Regions from separate parts of the Canis lupus genome. Here region 2 is linked to region 1. The links are chromatin contacts, called in public Hi-C maps. All regions are on one chromosome and are shown on one strand. Each heading gives the region's core, a stretch centred on a gene start, on an enhancer-like site or on the middle of the called end of the contact. The rest is flanking DNA. Distances are from core to core; before and after follow the strand shown. Region 1 has its middle 120 kb from the start of RGS9. Region 2 overlaps AXIN2 (axin-2).

Evidence for each region. Hi-C and Micro-C count contacts between places; a contact is called where the count stands out from the background.
Region 2: a Hi-C map of amygdala shows a contact between it and region 1, with 5 times the contacts expected there. The contact joins two enhancer-like sites. A contact is called at or near these places in 3 of 9 Hi-C or Micro-C datasets (amygdala, blood and skin fibroblasts).

The regions. Positions count from the first base shown.
Region 1 is chr9:12,162,323-12,166,299 of UU_Cfam_GSD_1.0, reverse strand. No RefSeq gene overlaps it. Among named protein-coding and RNA genes, the nearest start is that of RGS9, 120 kb to the right of the region's middle. Within about 2 kb of position 1,894, at least 2 of the 20 cell types and tissues checked have an H3K27ac peak or open chromatin away from gene starts, as enhancers often do.
Region 2 is chr9:12,358,343-12,362,164 of UU_Cfam_GSD_1.0, reverse strand. The region is part of intron 2 of AXIN2 (axin-2); the gene reads left to right. Among named protein-coding and RNA genes, the nearest start is that of AXIN2, 7.2 kb to the left of the region's middle. Within about 2 kb of position 1,679, at least 3 of the 20 cell types and tissues checked have an H3K27ac peak or open chromatin away from gene starts, as enhancers often do.

The DNA.
Region 1 (3,977 bases), core at 645-3,144:
ATGATCTGGGGGTCCTGGGGTGGAGCCCAACAGGGGCTCCATGCTCAGCGGGGAGTCTGCTTGAGAGTCTCTCCTCCCTCTCCCTCCGCCCCTCCCAGCTTCACATGCACACACACTCTGATGCTCTCTCTTTCAAATAAATAGCTTTTTTTAAATTTTTTAAAAGATTTTATTTATTCATGACACACAGAGAGAGGTGCAGAGACCCAGGCAGAAGGAGAAGCAGGCTCCATGCAGGGAGCCCCACATGGGACTCGATCCCGGGTCCCCAGGATCACACCCTGGGCTGAAGGCGGCGCTAAACTGCTGGGCCACCCGGGCTGGCCCAAATAAATAGTTCTTATAAATAAATATATAAGTAAAAGCACATGACTTAAAGTGCTTAGTGAGCTCACGGTGTTGGCTGAGTTACTTTTGTCCGAGCCTTGGTTTAGCAGAATGGTTGGACCCATCTAGTTATCCCAACCTGTTATGTTTTCCCCTTAAAGTGAAGCTAAATTAACGCCAAGCTGGCCCAGGGGAACGTATTCTTCACGACATCACTTGGTTATTTCATCTTGTCTCACAGAAATAGTCACCATTCCTGTAGCTCATTGCACGGGGGAACTCCTTGGACCCTATGACATCCTCATGAGGCAACCAGAGCGCGTGAATTCACTTGCCCGAGGGCCACGTAACCACTAAGAGAACTTGGATCCAAACACTAGGACCCCTGCTCCACCCCAGTCACTAAGCCAGCCCAGCCCCGTGCTCCCTAAGATAGTCGGTGATCTGTTCTAGCATCTTCCCAGGAAAGGTTTGGCTGCTGGCCATCGGCTAACGGGGCTTATTTGCTCACTTTTCCTTCTTTGGAGGTGAGCAGTCATTTGCCACTTCACAACCTTGGGGCTTTCCTGGTCCCCTAAGGCCACTACAATGGTAGTTCCACCCTGACAGTCATGCACCAGTCCTGCGGGGACCCCTCCGATGCCTCTCTGCAGGTCCTACTACTTAGAATAGAGCCGCCTTCCAGCCGCTTCTCTCCTCCAGGTGGACTTTCTCACCGCAAAGATGTCACCCAATCACCTGCTGGGTACCAGACCTGTGTACGGTGGCAGGGAAAGGAGCATTCCTGTCCACTGCCCCTTTTCTTTGGCCTCCCCTTCCTGTCTTTAATGGGAGGAGGAGCAGGTAAGTGGTGGAAGGGCCGGCAAGTTGGCACCAGCTTCTCCTGCCTGCCTGGTCTGCTTAATAAGAGATCGCAGAGCCTTACTGAGTGTTGGCGATGTAGCAGACACTCTCCATGTGGGCTCTCGCCTCAACAACCCTAGGAGGTATTCTATTTTCAGTTTACAGATGAATCCATGGAAACAGAGAGGTTGCATCACTTACCTAAAGCCACACAGCTTGGAAGAGTTAGATGCACACACAGCCCTTCCTCTGGGGCTTCTCTGTGATACTGTCACCACGCCCAGGGGTCTCTCCTCCCTCCCTCCTTCTTACCCACCTGGACTGAGGGACGAGATGCCCCCAGCCCTGTAGGACCCCTTCCCCACTGCACAAGCCTGCACTGTTTCCCGTTGCTCCACCTCTTAGCACTTTGTCTTTCCTTCCCAGCCTCCTCCTGGTCCCTACAACGCGCCCCCTCCACCGTGCTTCCTCTCAAGAAGCCAGAGCCTGAGGAAGCCCCAGAGCATCCCTGGGCAGGGAGGGAGGGAGGCCTTTCTGCATCTGATGTGTGGTGCCAGTCCTGCAAGAACGACGGGACTTGAACAGTGTGTAACAGAGACACCTACTGGCTGCTCCAAGCACAGGCCCCCGAAAACCCCCGAAAACCCCGGAACCAAGCCCATCCCTTGGAGGGCCAGGGGGACATGGCTATTTAGCAGGGTTTCCTGTCTGGCCTGGCGGGACTGGTCCCTGAGAAGGTGGCCTGCGAGGACCCTGGTCTCTTTCTCTCATCCTGCTCTGAGGACAAAGCAAAAAGAGCCAACTTGGATGGCAAAGCGTCAGCTCTTTCATGAAGCGACTCAGAGCCCGGCCAGGTTGCCAGGAAGGAGGGGACAGGGCCATTTACAGCCAAAGGGACAAAGGATGGCTTTTCTGTGATGCAAATGCAGGGCTGGAATAACCCAGGCAGGTTGGCTGGACACGGAGTGTATTATTCAGGAAGGACCATCCTCCTGGGCAGGCTGTCTCTGAATCAGAGTTTACAACCCCAGGGCCCGGCACCTTTTGATGCGGAGAAATGAAGCCTGCCATTCTGGTGAATTGCCTTAATTTGCCAGTTCAAATATTGAGCTAGATGGTGACTGGAAAAGGGAGGAGGCCACTTCCCAGGAAATCACTGAGCCAGAAGATAGCCAGAGAGATTGAGGCTCCAATGTTCTGCCAAAGAGTAGGGGACACCACTGCCAGCAACACCCCCTCCCGCATTTCCCTCTGTCACAGAGGGACATCAGAGTGGGGCGGGTCACACATGGGTATGGGGGACAGGTGTCTCCAGGGTGTCTCCCCCAATCCTTCCAAGGTTCTTGCCCGCCTGAACACTCCTGTTGGATTTGTTCTTCTGAATGGGGGTCTCATCCCCATGATATCTATCCCTAAACATTTATGAATCCCCAGGTGTGCCTCACACAGTGTTGGGGTTTTGTTTTAGGAAATAGCAAGTTGCAGCACTATGATCACCATACATCTCCGGTGTGAGAGGGAGCCCTGATGTTGGAACGTTGTCTCCAGTTATTCTAGTGAGTGTACCCCAATGAGGCACGTCCAAGGAATCTACAGAGTCCATGAGTAAAGATCTAAACACACGAAAAGAGGAGTGATTATGTTCAGTTAAGAACCGTTGCACACCAGAGTTTCCCCCAGACCATCAGATCATTGTTCCCAAGTCCTTGGTGCAGACCTGTTCAGAAGATTCGAAAGGTGACTCACGCATCGTGTCAATGCTGAGGGCTTCTCAGAGGAGGAGGGATTTCAAAAGGTCTTAAGGGATCAACAGGTTTTGACACATAGAAGTAGGGAGGGGATAGTGCCAAGTGAGGAGAACATGCAGGGAGACATACCCATGTGTTTGGAACATGAAGTTCTAAGAAGTGGACTGTGGCCAGTTTGCAATAGGCCTTGAAAACCCGGCAAAGGAGCCTGGGCTTCCTCAGGGTGTCAGGAGGCTGCCACTGAAGCTTCCTACGGAGGGATCAATAGGTTCAGAGCCATGCAATTGGAAAAGTGCAGGAGGAAGGAATGAGAGTCACCAACAAGCATTAAGAAATGAACGGGATGGTTCTAGAAGACCAAAAACAGAAGGAGCACATGAAGGGCTGATGCAAAAACGCAGTTGCATTGTGGGGTAGGGGAGCCCTGCGTGACCAGCCAGCACAGAGGAGCAGGTTACTGGGTCTTTCCTCTTGGCCGGTGGGGTTTAATAGGGTGAAGCTTCAGGCCTGGGGCATTTATAAGCGGGTGGGCCTGAGCATGGTCTTTAGATGCTCAGATGCAGCAGCAGTTCCTCCAGGAGTAGAGAGCGGTGGGGCCATCTAAGACAGAGACCAGCCGGGCAAACCAACTTCATAATGTCACCTAAAGAAGGGACAAGCTAACCCAGCACTCCCCAAGAGAGACATAATTATAGACTCACACATAATTTTAAGTTTTCTAAGGGTCACACTTTTCAAAAGTAAAAAGAAAGCAGGTGAAATGAATACTATATTTTAATTAGCCCCAAATATCCAGAATATTCTCATTTAAAAAAAAAAGATTTTATTTATTTATTTGAGAGAGAATGAGAGAAAGCCGGAGCGGGGCGGGGGGGGGGGCAGGGAGAGAGGGACAAGTAGACCTCCCACTGTTGAGCGTGGAGGTCAACTCAGGGCTCATTCCCAGGACGCCAGGATCATGACCTGAGTCAAACTCAGACGCTCAACTGACTGAGCCACCCAGGCACGCCCAGGATATTCTTATTTTAACATGTAATCAATGCTTTAAAATTATCACTG
Region 2 (3,822 bases), core at 430-2,929, 200 kb before region 1:
CTTGCTCTCCGGTTTTGGCAGCTGTAGCGGAGACTACTTAAGTCCTGTGGTAAGGCTGCTTCTCCAGGGGCTTTCCGACAGTGGAGCTTCTGTGTCTTCCCAGCATCAGGACCTGAGCGTCCCTTCTGTAAACAGCACCGCGTGTGGTTTGTGTGTGGTTTGGGATGGCACCCGGAAGAAAGTGCTCCCAGGCAGGACCCTGCTGCGACCCCTCCCCTTTGTGGGTGGGCAGGAGAGAGCCAGCCTGTGAGTGCCCCTCCTTCCAAAGGCCTCCCCTGGGATTTTACCAGGATTAAACTTTCTAGAGATGACTCTTGTGAAGCTCTTGAGATCCTGGGAGCAGGGACCAAAGATCCCTTGTGTTTCCAGTGCTTGCCTTCCTGGTTGTGAGCTGTGGGCACGTTTGATCCATATAGCTAACACCTTTTCACCTGTCCCTGGAGTTGCTACGCTCTGTGTGTGTTTCCTCCCACTGTTGGGTTGAAATGAAGTGTTTTACCTGGACTCCCCGAAGCCCACACGTCTTAACTGGGCATCATCACAGATAACTTAAGACCTATCTCATTTCGTTTTGACACGCAAGCTCTTCAGGTGTACCTATGGTGTATTGGGAGGTGTCCCAAATTATTCCAAGGCCCAGCTTCCAGCCCTGTTCACTCATCACTACCTGAGGGTTCCCAGATGTCCTCCTGTACAATGATAGGGCACCATCCCTTCTGTTCATGTCTTACATTGCTGTTGGGATCAAGATAATAGACCAGAAAGCCCTTTGTAAAGGGAAATGTTCCCAACTCTCGCAAAGCATTAGCATTCGAATCCTTGAATCATGATAAGGAGTGGATTTGTGAAAAGGGTGACCAGGTTAGGATACCGCTTTCTGAGAGTGACTCTGGGCTTCTAGATTCACTGTAAAGTTGGAGAGTAGTCCCCACCCCCAACTCCACCCCCCTGAAGTCTGTCTTTTCAGCCAGTTCTTGGGATGTAGGGATCCTGTCCAACTCTTTCAAGCCCGCCTCCCCTTCCAGTAGGCTCACTCATCAAGCAAGGTACGTGGCAGATGGGATGGGCTTCAGAAGCCAGTGACATGAATGAAACCGACAACTCGAGCCCTGCTGAGGGGTCCGCCTGCCTTCGCTGTTGAGGAGCAGCCTTGGCAGCTGGGTGCCAAGAGCGCTGGCTCGTCTTCCAAGCCCTGTGTTTACCTTGGTCACTCAGCGGAGGCCTCCTTTCTAATGACTTGTTTGTGTCCTCACTGATTTGGTGTCAGGTTTAATATAAATAGTTGGAACGGAAGAGCAGGAATTATTCTCAGAGGGAAGGACTCTGGTTTGTGAGTGCTTGAGTGGGCTGCCTGGGCTTTTGATGGTCTCTATAAATAACTTTGAGCAAGAGTGACCGGTTGGTGGAAGCACGTGTAAAAGCCCCACTGCGCAGACACTCGCGTGCACGCACATACACACACACACACACACACACACACACACACAGTGTTGAGGTGTGTGTAGAGGGGCTGTGGGATTAGGAGCTCAGCCCAGCATTTATTTTGGGAAGGACACAGTGTTGGGCTCACAGAGTGCTCCCTTGTGTCCTTCCCCGTCTGCCCTGGCACTGGGGCCATCCTGTGCCAGCCGGGTCTCCTCTGTCTCCCATTGGACCCTCTCCTCTGGCCTCCCTTAAAAATAAGTCAGGCCTAGCAGATGGCCCTCTGCTGGCTCCAAGTGCTTCCTGTTCTCTGAAAGAACTCGCTGATGAGGCCCGTTTTTGTGCGAAGCCACTGGAATCAAGCTTGGCTTCAATTATCAAAGAAAGTGATGCCATAGGAAAGATATGCTGGAAGCAGTAGCCTCCAGTTAGAGGCTGGAATCTCTGATGAAGGCAGTTTGCTGAGACACACTTGTAGAAGTCCGCCTCTCCGAATGGCTCAGCCACCCAGTGCTAGGCCCCTCCCTGAGCACCCCCTGCTCTTGCCTTAGCAAACTGCCCTTTGGGCGGTGACTTGGTGAGTACATGGTCAGAGGGCTTGTGGAAAGCCCTAAACGCACAGCTTTCGAAGCAAATACTTTTTTAAGTTGCATTGTTTTGAGAGGAGATCCAGAAGGAGGCCCCAAAGGTCAGGTCTGTTGTGACGCCTGGATGGCAGCTTTGCCCTGCTGTATGGGGAGGGGGCAGGGGCCACAGCACTGGCATCTAGATAAGAGATAAGAGTAAGCTGGGGAGGGAAAAAAAAAAAAAAAGCCAGCAAACAATTTCCCTTCCCTTAAGGTCCCAGGAGACTGTGCTACCTGACGGCTGAAAGCCCTTTGCACACGCAAGCTTCGAGCGGAGGTCCGTGGATGCACTCCCAGTGCAAAATCTGTACCATAGGCCTCTGCTCTCTGTAGGAATTTAAAATCCTTGCAGTAACTGTGAGAGCACAGCAGCCCCGAGAAATAATCAAAGCATCTGGGTACAATTACTGTAGCGTGGTCGAGTTTCTTTCTTTTCTTTTCTTTTTCTTTCTTTCTTTCTTTCTTTCTTTCTTTCTTTCTTTCTTTCTTTCTTTCTTTCTTTCAAGATTCAAGAAAAGAACTCTAATCCACTCTTAAAATCATGTGGCGATTTTGACAACATTCTGGGTTCTTAAAAATTAAGTTTCTGTCTCTCCTCCACAACCCTGCTCCTTCCTCGTCTTCGTTCCCCCCCCCCCCCCTTATGATTGCAGGAAAATCCAAATACTTTCCTGCAGTCAAGTGAGCTAAGGGCAGTATAGTCCATGTTTAATTACTGGTCGCACAGGAGCCCTCTATTTTGGAAGCGAGGGAGGACAAGTTTATTTTGGGATCCGTGTGTTTTGTGATCTACTCCAAGGAGTGCAAAGCCGTGAGCACACATGGGATTTGGGGAGGGAGGAGGGATTTCTATTGAGTCATTTGCTCCCTGTAGAGGTTGACTTCAGGACATTGTCACTGAGTTAATGCCACAGGGACAGAGCGGTGGAGTCAGAGAGAGTGTCTGAATGCTCTTTAGGGCTCTGTGGGCTCTTTTGATCTTGCACTAATGCCTCTTAGACTAAAATACTTTTCAGCAACCCCATCAGATGGCCCTCAGGTCTTTTAAGGAAGTTCAGCAAAGGCTAGAATTTCTGCCATGCTCGGCCAGCTGGGGAGGCCAGCTGGGGAGACACAGAGAAGACCGATCTGGTCCTTGCCCTCATGGAGCTTACAGTCTGGTTGCACAGGACAGGCATTCATCATGTAGACACACCAGCGCCGCGTGACTACGAGTCATGCTAAATTCCGCAGAAGAAAGAAGGGCCACGACAGCTCTGTTCTCCTCGGCAGCTGGTTTGGGGGGGGGGTATTACTAATATCTCTCCAAATCACAGTGCCCTGGTTCTTCAGAGAACATAAGAACTTTGTGCTGATGGCCACATTTGAACCATGTATTTTTTAGGTGGGGACCCTACGTCCATGGAGGCGGTGACTCGACTGTGGTCACCTGCTGGCTGGGAGCCAAGTCAGCACCAGCTCTTGACCTCTCGATTCCCGTTCCCTATCCAGGGCTTAGAGCACTTTCCTACCACTGGGTTTCTGAAAGCTAGGAGGGGACCCTGAAGAGGTGTCTTCGTCTGCCCTGCTTTGAGGCAGTAGCCATGTCTAAGCACTTGAGAGAGGAGGGAACTTTGGATTGTTTTAAGCACTTGGATGAGTCTATAGCCCCATACACTCCAGGGCTCTAGTTGGACCAAGTAGGAAGTGCTTTCTATGGACTTAAAAGTCCATTTCCTCTTGTCCTGCCTTTACTGGCAGTGCCAGACACAGCCATCCTCTCCTCTCTTTTGAC